2 separate regions of the Sus scrofa genome follow, and region 1 is linked to region 2. The links are chromatin contacts, called in public Hi-C maps. All regions are on one chromosome and are shown on one strand. Each heading gives the region's core, a stretch centred on a gene start, on an enhancer-like site or on the middle of the called end of the contact. The rest is flanking DNA. Distances are from core to core; before and after follow the strand shown.

Region 1 (6,445 bases), core at 3,040-5,539, 140 kb after region 2:
TGATTAATCGATTAAGGATAAGGAAATCCAAAGAACTTTGAAGGAATTAGGATCTAGTTTTAAAAAGAACATACTAATACAAAGTAGTACATGGATAATATATAACCACCACTTAGGTACCCATTATTCAAAACAAAAAAATGACTAACATTTTGTCATATTGCTGTAGATTTTTTCAGTTTTGAAGAAATAAACCATTATAGTTAAGTTTGAATTCCCGTTTCCCTTTGTAATCCCTTCCTCTTCCTTCCTCCCCAAGAAAAACACTGTCATGCATTCAGTGTATATGTAGCCTGTGTTTTATAACTATCTCATATATAAACAGGTTATTTTAGTTTACATAAGTGGTACCATAGAGTATATCTCATTCTATAACTTACTTTATTCTCCTCAACGTCGTATTTGGGGGATTCAGGCAGGATATTGAAACAGATTCGTCCAGGTTACTGACTTCTCTTTTATAGTGTTTCATTTTAGGAATGTATCAAAACTGTTCCACTGCTAAGTCATTTGGGCTATTTTCCACTTTTGTGAGTTACAAACAGTACCACAGGGAACATCCTTATGTACTTGAATCACCAAGCTATATACCAAGAAATTACTAATTCTTGAAGTGAGAACATTTTCAGCTTCATCAAGGTGTTACCAAATTACTCTCCAAAGTGAAGGTGCCAGTTTCTAGATTCATCAGCAGATGATGAGAGCTGCTGTGCCACCATATCCTCTCCAGCACCTAGAACTGGCAGGCTTTTATTTTGGCCATTCTGGTTGGTATCAGTTTGCATTTCTCTAATTTCTAGGGTGGTTGAGCACCATATTGTGTGTTTTGTGAGTTGCCTGTTCATGGTCTTTGTACCACTTTTCTGTTGGGTTCTTATCTGTTTCTTACTGTTTAATGAAGAGTTTTAAACATTCCTGAGATAGTGTTATTGGGTGTGGTACTACGGTTAATTCCATTTCAAAATGTGTGGTTTTCTTTGTCCTTGATATGAGCTCATTAGTTTTCCTCATCTACTTATATTGCCTGTGTTTCAAAGAGTATTTTGTTTAAGTAAAATGGAGTGAAACCAGAGGTTCTCCTAAAGGTACCTAAGCAGGTTCTGAGAGAAGGTGATTAAAGGGGTGTATTTAAAGGGATTAAAGACAATGTATGTGAAAGACAGAGGGAAAAGAAGGGGAGGGAGAGTTCCTGTCATGGCCCAGCGGTTAATGAACCCAACTAGCATCCATGAGGATAAGGGTTCGATCCCTGGCCTTGCTCAGTGGGTTAAGGATCCAGCGTTGCTGTGAGCTGTGGTGTAGGTCACAGACGTAGCTCGGATCCTGCATTGCTGTGGCTGAGACATAGGCCAGTGGCTACAGCTCTGATTGGACCCCTAGCCTGGGAACCTTCATATGCCTCAAGTGCAGCCCTAAAAAAACCAAAAAGACCAAAAAAAGGGGGGGGGGGGAGGTGAGAAACCTGTGCATGAGAAAGAGGCGATGGATAAACAAGACTGATACGTGGTCCCAGGCATTAGTGTAGCAGGGGAGGGGAGGAGAGGCACGTATCCTTAGTAAGGATAGTGGTGCGATGGGGAAGCACATTCTCTCTTACTAGAAAATGAATACAGATGTGGCCTCAACGACTTTGTTATGCTTCTTGCTGTGGGTCCAGCAGCTTGGAACTGCCCTGTTCACCCCTCTCTATTCTTTAGACATTTAGTGACTATTATGGGCCTGAGGCTGGAAATAGAGATGTAAAGTTTAAAAAGACAAATTAGATTCCCTCCAGTAATTTTCTGTCCAGAGGAAGAGTGTGGCCATTTCAGTAGAGTATCGTGATGGAGGCAGGCATGGGATACCAGAAGTGCAGAGGTAGGGAGTCAGAGAAGACATCATAGAGCCGAGTCTGCCAGCCCAGTCAAGGAGGGCAGAGAGGGAAGGGCTCAGGTGCAGGCAGCGGCGTGTTCAGAGCTGGAGGTGTGACAGAACATGGCAAGGGGTTAGAAACATACGCAATACCTGACAGGCCACATGAAGCTAGTGAGAAGTTGGAGCTTGATACTAAAGATGAAGGGAAGCCATTAAAGAGTTTCTGGGAATGAAAGGCAAAAAAGTTGTAATACAAATCATTAAGGACAAATGCTTCAGCCTCCTTGACTCTTTCCGGAAGACTGTTGGTTAGTGTGGCTTAAAGTCTTTAGTCTCTAGTTCACTAGAGTCTAGACCCTGGAACATGAGTTCTGTTGCATTATGTGCGGAAGGGCATAAAGGCATTGAGTTTGGGGGTAGGTGGTGTGGTTTCAAGAGTCATGTGGGTTTCTGTTTGCAAATTGCAATTCTGCTTTTTTCCTCTTGAGCAGTTAAGACGATTTCTTTGTCAAATTTTATCCTTATTTCCAAGTAGCAGAGAACTAGACAAATTAATGAGGTCCAGTGGTTTCTGGTTCTTAAGAAAAATATCCTCAAAATGTTCCCCTTTGCTGATTAGAATGAGTCACTCCTCAAGGGTCTCTTTCTGCAAGGCTTCCTAGTGCCCAGAAAGGGATGTTGGTGAGAAACTCTGGCATTAACATTCAGTGATATATAACCTTTTCATAACTGCTGGCTTCTAGAATAGTTTCACGACTTATATGGAAACGGTCATGATCACAAACGGTGGAAATTACAAGGAGCCTAGCATCCATGTAACTCCCTTACCGTGTACTCCTGGAGAGGAAAACAGTGGGAGCAAGAATAGAGTTGTGACTGAGATAACACCTTCCAGGTTTTTTCCTCTTGAGATTCCCTGAATGAGCTTTTCCCAGGAGAGTCTCTCATGCTGCTATTGGTAAATGAACTTGGATGTCTCTTCTGATTGATTAATATCAGGAAAATGACCAGACAGTGATGTTGGCAAGAGAGGAACCCTGATATGCCCAGGAGTGGGAGTGAAAGACCAAGGCCCAGAATAGTTTCACTCCGCCCCACTTCCAGACAAAAGTGGAATTGCTCCTGATCGCCACTTTTATGGCAATAGCATTAGCCAGGATCCCTCCAGTTGGCCTATTGATTACTTAGTCCCTCTCTAACCATGCCCTGAAGGATGGTCTGTCCTAGTGATAATTTATATGACTAAGAAATTGAAAACTCTTCTGCAACATGAACCTTATAGAACAATCCAGTGGATTTACTTCAAAAAAGTATCTTTCTTCAGGAGATGAAGCATAAGGAAGGAGTCTTGTAGAATCACAGAGGAAGGGAGCCTGTGGAGAAATGTGGTCCTTGCTTTCATTTTATGGATGAGAGAACTGAGGCCTGTAGAGAAGGAACTTGCATAGAGTCACATTAACTAGTTAAGAGAGCCAGGACCTAAATCTCATTTATTGTGACAGCTGTTATTCTCGTTCTCCTTTAGTGTTAATAAGTTGGTATTTGATATACTGTAATCAAGGTTGTGTCAGGGTGCTTGTCTTTTGGATTAAATAGACATAAGATCTAAAACAGACATTTGAATAGGTGGCATGAGCCAGGCCCTGTGCTGGAGATGTCATTGAAGATTCAGCAGTAGGTAAAGGGACCCTACCCTGGAGGAGCACCCAGTGGAGGAGAAAACCGAAAGATGACCCAACCCATTGTAACTGGTGTGTTAGGAAAAGACCTGTGAACCAAGTAAGCATTGAGGAAGGAATGGGAAAAAAAGCTTTGGGGTCTAGGGTTCTGGCAGTCTCCATTCTAGTATCCTGTAGCCCATACCTCTGAGCCAGCAGAGCATTGTGGCTCATGATTAGTGGGTCGCCATAGGCAGGGCCTGTGGTGCTTCCTGAATCAACGTGTGAAGTGTTGTGTGGATGGTGTCTGTCCGATTTTCTCAGGGAGCCTTTCCCTGGAGGCGCTCTTTCATGGGGTGTCCCCACAGGCAGCTCTTTTATTTGTTTCTTCTTCACCTCTGGCCTCCTGACATAGTTGTTTTATGACATCATAGCAGCAGTATGAGCTGACCACAGCCCTTTGGAGGCACAGAGGGCTGGGCTTTTACATCAGTGGCCCTTGTGGACCAAGAAATGAGAAATAGAGTTGAGATAAAAATTGTGTCCTTGGTGTATTGTGGACTCTGCTTCATCTTTTGGGGAAATCTCTGCTTCATCTTTCAGGAAGTCTCCCACTTTCTCTTGACTCAGGGTTCCCAGAGGTGCTTTGGGGTAGTTCTGATGATATTTCTTCAGAGGCTCTTGACTCAGGGTGCTGAGTTGCAAAAAGCTCAGAGTAGTTAGGATCCCAAGTTGAACTACATAAACAGGCAGATTTTCATAATCATACTCTACTTTTGACAGAGTCATACAAATTTCACAACCCCTTTTAAGGTGGATGTTGTTATTGTGTATATATGTCAGTGCCCATATGTGTATGTATAAATACTTATCATTTGTGTATTATTTGTGCCTTAGACTTATCTACCGATGACAAACACTTTCACTTTTAGTTTTGGTAGCCTTTCAGCTTCCTGCCCAAGAAGTTCCAGATGTCTAGTTTTCATTAATCGGAAATCACATCTGCTCTGTTTCTCCTCCAAATGACATCTCATGCCTGCTTCCTGAAAGAGGCCTCAGACTGTAATTTCAGTTAGTCACATTCACACATGCAAGTGGCTTCACCTGGAAGTCCAAAGGTTGCTGTGGCGGGGGAAGATCAGACTCTGGGATCTGTTTGCTGGGTATTAATGTCACCATGGATTTTGCCCTCCTTTCAGATTGCAGTGCTTTTGTCCATAAAGGCTGTCGAGAAAGTCTCACCTCCTGTGCAAAGGTCAAAATGAAGGTAAGACATTTCTGGCTAAACCAATAAAATCCTCAGACCTGGGGTAACTCGAGGTTGTAGTTTTTGTTTAATTATTTGGTGCCATTTGAGACCAAAATAACCAAAAATGACTTTTCTTTTCTTGATGAACACATATGGGAATTTGCAGCTTTTGGAAGGTAAAATACTTTGAGAATTTCTCCACATTAATAATGTACACATTTCTCTGTGATGTTAATCTGTGTCACTGTTGAAGTGGCTTTCTTCTCAACCATGTCTGCACACCTGCTCTGTTATTAGGAGCCTGGCTTCCTCCTCGAGGACTGTGTGGGCAGCAGGTGGAAATTGGGGGGCTCTGGCAGGCTGGTGGTCTGGGGAGTGTCAAGGGTAAAGGAGCCTGTCAGGCACCACTTTACTCCGCAGGTTCCTGTGGATGGCTCTGATCACATGACAAGAGTGGGGAGTGTATGGTGTACGTGCTCTGAGTATGCAGGCCATGTGGTAACATGCACTGCATGTCAAGAGGCCCTTAAAGAGTGTGGGAGTAGGGGCAGATGGACATTTAGATGGCCTCTGTGGTTTTCAGCATTGTAGTTACTCATAAATGTCATTTTGTTCCTTGTCAGAAGAGTAGTCTCCAGCTGTGTCTGTATAGATGCTCAGCATACTGTGTGCTTCACCAGTAACCAAATGCATTTCTCTAGTGCAGTGGTCTCAAACTTGAATGTGCATCAGAATCACCATGGACACTTGTTAGAAAATGACACTGGGCCCCACATCCAGAGGTTCAGATTCTGGGTAGGGGTGAAATTCCTAGATGATGCTGATGCTGATGATGCTTAGAGAAGTATTGAACTAGTGTAAAGATGACAGACTTCTATACCTGGACCTCATTTGGCCCATGGACATGGGTCTTGTTTGGCTCTTGGCATGTTTTTTTTTTCTCATTTGAATAGTATATTTATTGAAAAAGCAGATTTCGCATCAATTTGGATTTCTGATTTCTCCTGAAAATTCAAATGGAAGCTCTCACAGGCCTGATGTTTCCCCTTACCCAGCATTCCCAATTCCCACATTGTGGTTTATGGTGTGTTTTTGGTTTGTTTATTTGTTTGTTTTAATGGCAACACCCAGGGCATATGGAAGTTCCCCTTCTAGGGGCTAATCAAACCCATGTCTCCTCAGCGATCTGAGCCACTGGAGTAGGATTTTTTTTTTTTTTTTTTTTTTTTTTTTTTTTTGCCTTTTCTAGGGCCGCTCTCGTGGCATATATGGAGGTTCCCAGGCTAGGGGTCTAATCGGAGCTGTAGCTGCCGGCCTGCACCACAGCAACACAGGATCCGAGCCGTGTCTACAACCTACACCACAGCTCACAGCAAGGCCAGGGATCAAACCTGCAACCTAATGGTTCCTAGTCAGATTCGTTAACTACTGAGCCATGACGAGAACTCCTGGAGTAGGATTCTTAACCTGCTGCACCACAGTGGGAACTCTGCCCTTTTTTTTTTTTTTTTTTTTTTTTTTTTCCCATGGTGCTTATCACCTTCTCAGGGCTTATCTAACAGTATTTACTACATTTACTTTTTATGATCTGTACCTTCCTCCAACTAGAAACTTGCCAAGCCATGTGAAGTCAGGAATGTTTGATCCATGGACAGATCCTTAAGCACCTAGAACAGTCCTTAAA
Region 2 (6,872 bases), core at 2,676-5,175:
ATCTGCAACCTATACCACAGCTCACGGCAATGCTGGATCCTTAACCCACTAAGCCAGGCCAGAAATCGAACCCACAACCTCATGGTTCCTAGTCGGATTCATTAACCACTGACCACGACGGGAACTCCTCAACTGAAGCATTTTAAGAATTGTGACATTGCATAGTTTTTTGGGTTTTTTTGTTTTGTTTTTAAAAGTCATTTAACTGCTAATCTTAGGATTACCCTACCTGGCAACCTGTTGGAAAATTGTGAAATGCACTTTCTGAGGATAATGTTTGTATTCATATTTATATAATGTTTGTATTAACACTAGTTACTGTTGATTGTATTTCTGTTAGGGGTATATTTTCTCCTTTCTCAAACCCTTTTGGATGTGGGCACATTATCCTCATTTCACAAGGTGATCACCACAGCTGGTAAATAATGGAGCATTAGTTTAAACCAGGTTGCAAATCCAAAACCCATGGACTTTTTTTATCCTTCCTTGGACTTTATAAGAAGAAAAATGGGTATTAGAAGTTGGATGGAATAACATAAGCTGTTCCATATGTCTTGTGGTTCCTACTTTTTCCTCTCTGCTGTATGCAGCAAATAGCCCCAGCCTATGTTTGTTCTTGGTGTGTAACATTTAAGCCTGGGAGAGTTTCTTTAAAGAGTTATAAAGTTACATAGCTTAACCTGTGGTAACAAATTCTCTATGGCAACAGAATGTGATTTTGAAAGCATTTCCGACTTCAGTGTAGACCCAGGTGGAAGAAAACAAACCCGGAGCATAGGACTTGATAGGCATATGTGGGAAAAAGAAGGATCCTTTGAAACCTTCTGCTCTCTAAAAAATACAAACCTTTAATAACCACACACATTACTTTTTTATTTTATTTTGTTTTTATTAAAGTATAATTGATTTAGTGTTGTCAGTTTCTGCTGTACAGCAGTGACCCAGTCATACAAATATATATATATATATTCTTTTTCTCATACTGTCTACTTTCATTTGATCAGTTTTTAAGATTCATTAAAGCATACCAGTAGAAAGAATAACTTGAAATTTTTACCTCCATTTATTTTTAACAGAAATGAACATGATTTTTAAGCAAGGAAAAAATAAGGCATGTTAAATAAACATTTTGACTAAAGTCACTGGGCCAAAGCAGAATATTACCAGTGTAGAATGAAGTTGTGTCAAATAAGAATACATAGGAAATAGTATAAAATTTAATTCACATCTTTATTAAAATTTAATAGTTTTAAGTTTGACCTGATAGTGAAAGAACAGTCCTTTCTCAACATTACCATCTTCTAGATTGCTCTTAATTCATGAAACAGAATACTGACTTTCTCCTGGTACATTATCTCAAACCAGGTGTGTGCTATAGAAAATTATAATTTAGGAAGTTTTTCCAGAATATGTTTTCTAAAAGGAATTTTGTGCTTAGGATTCTTTTTTATTTTGACTGTGCCTGAGGCGTGTGGAAGTTCCTGGGCCAGGGATTGAACCCATGCTGTAGTAGTGACTTGAACCACTGCGGTGACAACACTGGATCCTTAACCCACTGTACCACAAGGAACTCTTATTAGGATTCTTGATTTAGTGAATTTTGAAGGTACTTTAGCTGCTGAAATTTGTTAGCACAGTAAAACAATCTTTTGGACTAGGTTTTGTTTAAATGTTTTCTGTCTACATACACTTACAACTACACAACACACCATTTTATATAAAGAACTTGAACATCCGCAGATTTAGGTATTCGTGGGGGGCTCTTGGAACCAGTCCTCTGAGGATACTGAGGTACAGGTATATATAGTTATATTCTTGACATATTCTTAGCAAAGTCTATTGTCTTTGACATTTGACTAGCAAAAATGAAATGTGTTTGAGATATCTCATTTTTTCTAATATATTTCTTCATATATTTATATTTATATCTGGATTGAGGATAATTTGTCATACTTGTTATACATGGTTTTGGCCATTTTTAGTTCTTGAAAAATTTGGAGGTGGTGGTACTTTTTTTTTTCTCTAATGTGAGTAATAGAACTCTCCCTTGAAAGACACATGACTTGAATGAGATATGTACAATTTAAAAAATTGGAGTTCCTGTTGTGGTGCAGTGGCAGTGAATCCGACTGGGAACCATAGCTTGTGGATTTGATCCCTGGCCTCCCTCAGTGGCTTAAGGATCTGGTGTTGCTATGAGCTGTGGTGTAGGTCTCGGACGTGGCTCGGATTTGACGTGGCTGTGGCTGTGGCGTAGACCAGTGGCTACAGCTCTAAGTTGACGCCTAGCCTGGGAACCTTCATATGCCATGGGTGTGGCCCTGAAAAGACAAAGAAAATTTTTATAGTGAATGTTTATTTAACATTATGAATGATAAAAAGTTAATCAGAATTAAGAGTTTTTATATAATCTAATATCTATAATTCTTTCTCGTGTTAAATTTTCATAAATAGTTGTGGCTCAGAAAAGTAAAATAATATTCCTAGAGTTATCTAGCCAGTGCACTCTATCTCTTTATTCATATTAATTGTCAAGCTAGTTCTTTATTAATTTAATCATTTGAAAGACTCTTGTATTGTCCATAGCATTAACAGTTTTCACAATCACTAATTGTTGTAGTGTTTTATTTAATCTTACAGTAAGTACGCATTTTTGCTTTAACTGGCCTTCAGAATTTTCGCATCAAAAGCGTTTAAGGAGATTTGTACTTTAAATTGTGTACTTGATCCTTGACCACATAAACGTTCAGTAGGCATTCAACTGTTTGGCCTTAAAAATGGCAAAGTTGAACTTGAGTGCATCCCTACTGTTTATCATCTTTGAGTCTTGGTTTCCTCATCTGTAAAATGCGAAATGACAGCATGTACCTCATAGGTCTGTTAGGGTTAAAAGAGAGCATTCTTGTAAAGTTCTTAGGGACTTAGGGACATCCCTTTATTTGGAGAGCTAGGAATGAAGATTCAGTGGAAATAAGATGATTACTCAGCTTTATATGAGTATGACGTCCCTTTGCACGACCATCCAGTTTCTGATGTATTTTTTTCCTGGTCAGACTCATCTGCAGCAGTAATACTCTCCCTTGAAACAGCAGGGCATTAGAGCCCTGCTTTCTTCTAGTGGGAGGGTGATTTGAGGGAATCATCTGACAGTTACCCCACAAACAAGGTCCCTGTGCCTCCCCCCCTTTTTAAAATATCTCCTACTCAGAAACTACCTTCTGTTTTGCTCACTAGAATTACACCAGCCCTGGTGTTGCATATACATACAACTTACTGAGGACTTTGGAAGAGCCAAACACTATGTTAACACTTTGCGTTCAGGTTCACTTAATCTTACAGTGAACCTAGTACTCCCACTTTACAGATAAGGAAATTGAGCTGCAGAGAAATTTAAATAAATAGCCCAAGATCCCACAGGTGGTAATGTCAGAGTAAGGAATCAAACCAAGTCTGCCTGACGTTCCAGCTCACATTCTAAACATTGCCCTATAAGAATTTTGTTTTTAATCATTTAACAACATAGAATTTGTACCAAACATAGTAGTTGCTCAATTTATCTTCCTTCTTTGCATTGTACTATTGCCATTCTAGCTGTTAAGGGAAGAGTCTCAGTACTATGTCAAAAAAGGAAGACAAAAACTGAGAGCATCAGTGCTAAAATTTTCTCTAGTGAATCTGCATGTGTGTGAATGCATAACTAGTCTAGCAATGAGTTCCCTACAAGCACCTAAGGTAATAATAGCTTCCTATTCATTTTAAGGTGAATCAGTGAATCCCCTCTCTCTCCTACCTTCTCCTTCCCTCTCTTCCTTTCCCTTCTCCCTCCCCCTCCCCCTTTCTGGCATTTAGGCTCTCCCACTCCATCTCAGTGGAGTTGTGGTTGATTTTGTAGAACTCCTTGAGGTTTGGCACTGTTAGGGTGACGTGGTTTCATGGAAGACATTGCAGTAACCCTTAAATAAGGAACTAGGTGCTACAGTTCCTGTCAGAAGTAGACTCAGCAAAACATGCCTTTTGGGAGGGCTGACCTGGTGGTTTTTCTCTGCTCTTAAAGCCAGGACCCAGATAGGATGGGCTTACGATATTCATGGTGCTTGGGCAGCCGTAAGTGAGTATCAGCTTCTGAACAGCTGCATTCTTGACCTTGATTGTTTCTTCTCTGCCGTTTGATCTGGCTTTTTACTATATCTCAACAAGGCATATCTTTGAGCTTCCTCCTGAACGACTAGTGTCGTTACTACTGGAAAATTGTTTTCCCCTGCAGTTGATTTGACAGGGTTTTACATGTATGTTAGTATCAAATTGAGCTTTTCTTAAGTTGCAACATACTAGACTAGGTAAGAAAACAGAGGTTGATTGGCTGTTGATTGTTGCATAACAGCTGAAACGCTGGGAAATTAGTTGAAGTCCACCCTGGGCTTACTGAATTTTGTTGTACCACATACATAAACTTTGAGGTTTGGCGTCAGCCGTGAATACTCACTTTGGATGCTGTAACTCCCTCTCTGAGGAATAGCCACTCAATTTGTGTTTTTCTACAGTTAAAAACTTGCTGTGGATACTATTTAAAATGTATGATAACAGGATTAGCTTCTGATAAATATTATATATCAGACTTACAGTTGCATAATTTGAATGTGTGCTTATAGTTTGAAACTGTTAGAGGATAATCATTACTGTTGGTAGCATAAAGATGTGCAGAGTTTTGAAATTAGATCTAGGTACAAATTCTGGCCTTTTCACTTGTTAGCTGTGAATGGGGCAGTTTACTCCTTAAGCCTCAGTTTCCTCACATGAAAAATAAAAATATACTGGCCCATGCCTCAAAGTGGTTGTGAGGATTAAAAGTAATACTCACCTGGTGCCGTTCTACTCATTAGTTTCATTCTTTTGTTTTTTTCCCCTTTGCTGCCTTCTTTCTAGTATGTTTTCACCCCACTAAGAATACAATCCTAGTTCCTACGTGATCTGCAAAGCTCTGTGAGACCTGAACTCTGCAACTCTCAGACCTCATTGCATAACGTTCCCTTTATCTCTTTATTTCTGTTGCTTTCTGTGCACAGCTACACTGGCCCTAGCCACACCAGCCAGCTGGTTGCTACCTCAGGTTCTGTGCCTTTGCTGTACTCATAGCCTGATACATTCTGTCCTAGTAGCTCCACATGCTAGCTCTTTTATATGATTCAGAACAGTTGTCATATCTCCTCTGAGATTTTCCTGACACCTGTCTACAGAAGCCACTATCTCCTCCACTCCAAGGAATTCTCTGCCGTAAGCACCTTGTTTTATTTCCTTTGAAGCGCTTACCTCGAATGGTGTTCATACCCCTTCATACTATAAGCTCTGTTAGAGTAGCAACCTTAGCTGTCTTATTTATTCAGTAATATATTTCTCCCACCTCGGAATATAATAGATACTGCATGAATATTTGTTGTTTAAATGAAAAAAGTAACCTAGACCATTAATTTTTTGAAAAAATTTTTTAAAAAGATATCTTGAAATATATCTTGAAATATGATAGAGAAGACCAAATTCCAGGTAGAATGCCTTTGTAACAATGCATCTCATCTGTAGTGTTATCTTTTTTGATGGACTTTTGGAAGCGATTTATTTGGTAATAGAAAAATTCCTGTATGAACATTTGAAAACAAGTATTTGTACAGAGCTTATACATTTTCATATATTGAGAAATAGTATTTTTGTAATTGCTATGTATAATACCTAATTTCCTCCTATTTAGCTAGGATTTAGATTTTCATTTTGAACTTACACAAATTTCTCTGTTTATGCTGTAAATATCTTCTGGGATCTTTGTATAAACATACCTTTTTAGACAGTATGTGCTCATATGAAAGTGATTTTTGTTGGTTAAGATATGAGTGTTCAGTAGAGTATTTCTTAGTACCTTTTTAAAAAAGGTAATCTAAAGGAACATTTTGCTTTTAGTTTTTTATTTGTTTTTCAGCTCATTAATCTATTTGAGTTACTGTGCTGAGTTGTTTAGGAATAGACTGCTTGGAATGAATAAAAAACTTGTAATTTGTCCCTCATTCATCCCTTAACTCTGTGAAACCTTGGTTGCTTTACCTGAACTTTGTTCTCCGTCTGTATTGCAGAACATCAGTTTTGTCACGGAGTATTACAAATGATATTTATAATGGAAGCACTTTGAAAAACTGTCTGTAGGTGTTAAGAATGTAAAATGTGGCAGTCTGGAGAGGTCTCATAACACACTGCTGTTCAAAATGAGGCAGACCCTGAATCAGGGCTGATCTGCTCTTTGTCACTGTCCATGATGAGAGAAGTATAAAGAATAATGAGAATATGTGTTTAGTAATTTGGCAGTGTAAATTTATATCTGTTGAGTCTGCTAAAACTTTGGGCTTAAGTTTAGTATCTTGTAAATTTCAATTTTGTCCCTAGGAATTTTTAGAATTTTTCCTTCTATGCTGAATTGGAAATTAAAAAAAAAAAATCTAGTCCTTCATGAAATAGTTTGAGAAGTTTTTGTCTGACACATTTAATCTGCTTACAGTACAGTGCACTAATCAGGGATAGTAGATCAGTGTTAAATGTTTCTGTGAAAGTAACAAATTAGAGGAGAGAGACCTGAAAGAAGTCACATCTGGTCTGTGAGAGACATTGTCCCTTTATTTTGATCCATTTTACTTGTCTCACTGCTTCTAAATAAGATTAATCCATTTTATCAATTGAATTAGGAAAAGTTCTGAATAAGGGCAGTGGGGTTTGTACAGATATACGAGATCATTAGAAGCCTATTGAACTTGTTAAGTATGGGTTCTTAAATTTTAATAACAGTAACTTGTCAAGTGAACTTCATGCCTGAAGATGAGAGTCCCTCGTAAACTAAT

The links. Hi-C and Micro-C count contacts between places; a contact is called where the count stands out from the background.
Region 1: a Hi-C map of liver shows a contact between it and region 2, with 7 times the contacts expected there. The contact joins two enhancer-like sites. A contact is called at or near these places in 1 of 47 Hi-C or Micro-C datasets (liver) and 1 of 2 datasets of contacts at active chromatin or transcription factors (alveolar macrophages).

Annotation. Positions count from the first base shown.
Region 1 is chr7:88,182,247-88,188,691 of Sscrofa11.1, forward strand. It overlaps AKAP13 (A-kinase anchor protein 13), which reads left to right. Exons shown (of 38, transcript XM_021099912.1): 19 at 4,712-4,779. Among named protein-coding and RNA genes, the nearest start is that of KLHL25, 110 kb to the right of the region's middle. Within about 2 kb of position 4,290, at least 28 of the 83 cell types and tissues checked have an H3K27ac peak or open chromatin away from gene starts, as enhancers often do. A contact at or near this core is called in alveolar macrophages and liver, where this site is marked.
Region 2 is chr7:88,047,551-88,054,422 of Sscrofa11.1, forward strand. The region is part of intron 5 of AKAP13 (A-kinase anchor protein 13); the gene reads left to right. Among named protein-coding and RNA genes, the nearest start is that of AKAP13, 160 kb to the left of the region's middle. Within about 2 kb of position 3,926, at least 7 of the 83 cell types and tissues checked have an H3K27ac peak or open chromatin away from gene starts, as enhancers often do. A contact at or near this core is called in alveolar macrophages and liver, where this site is marked.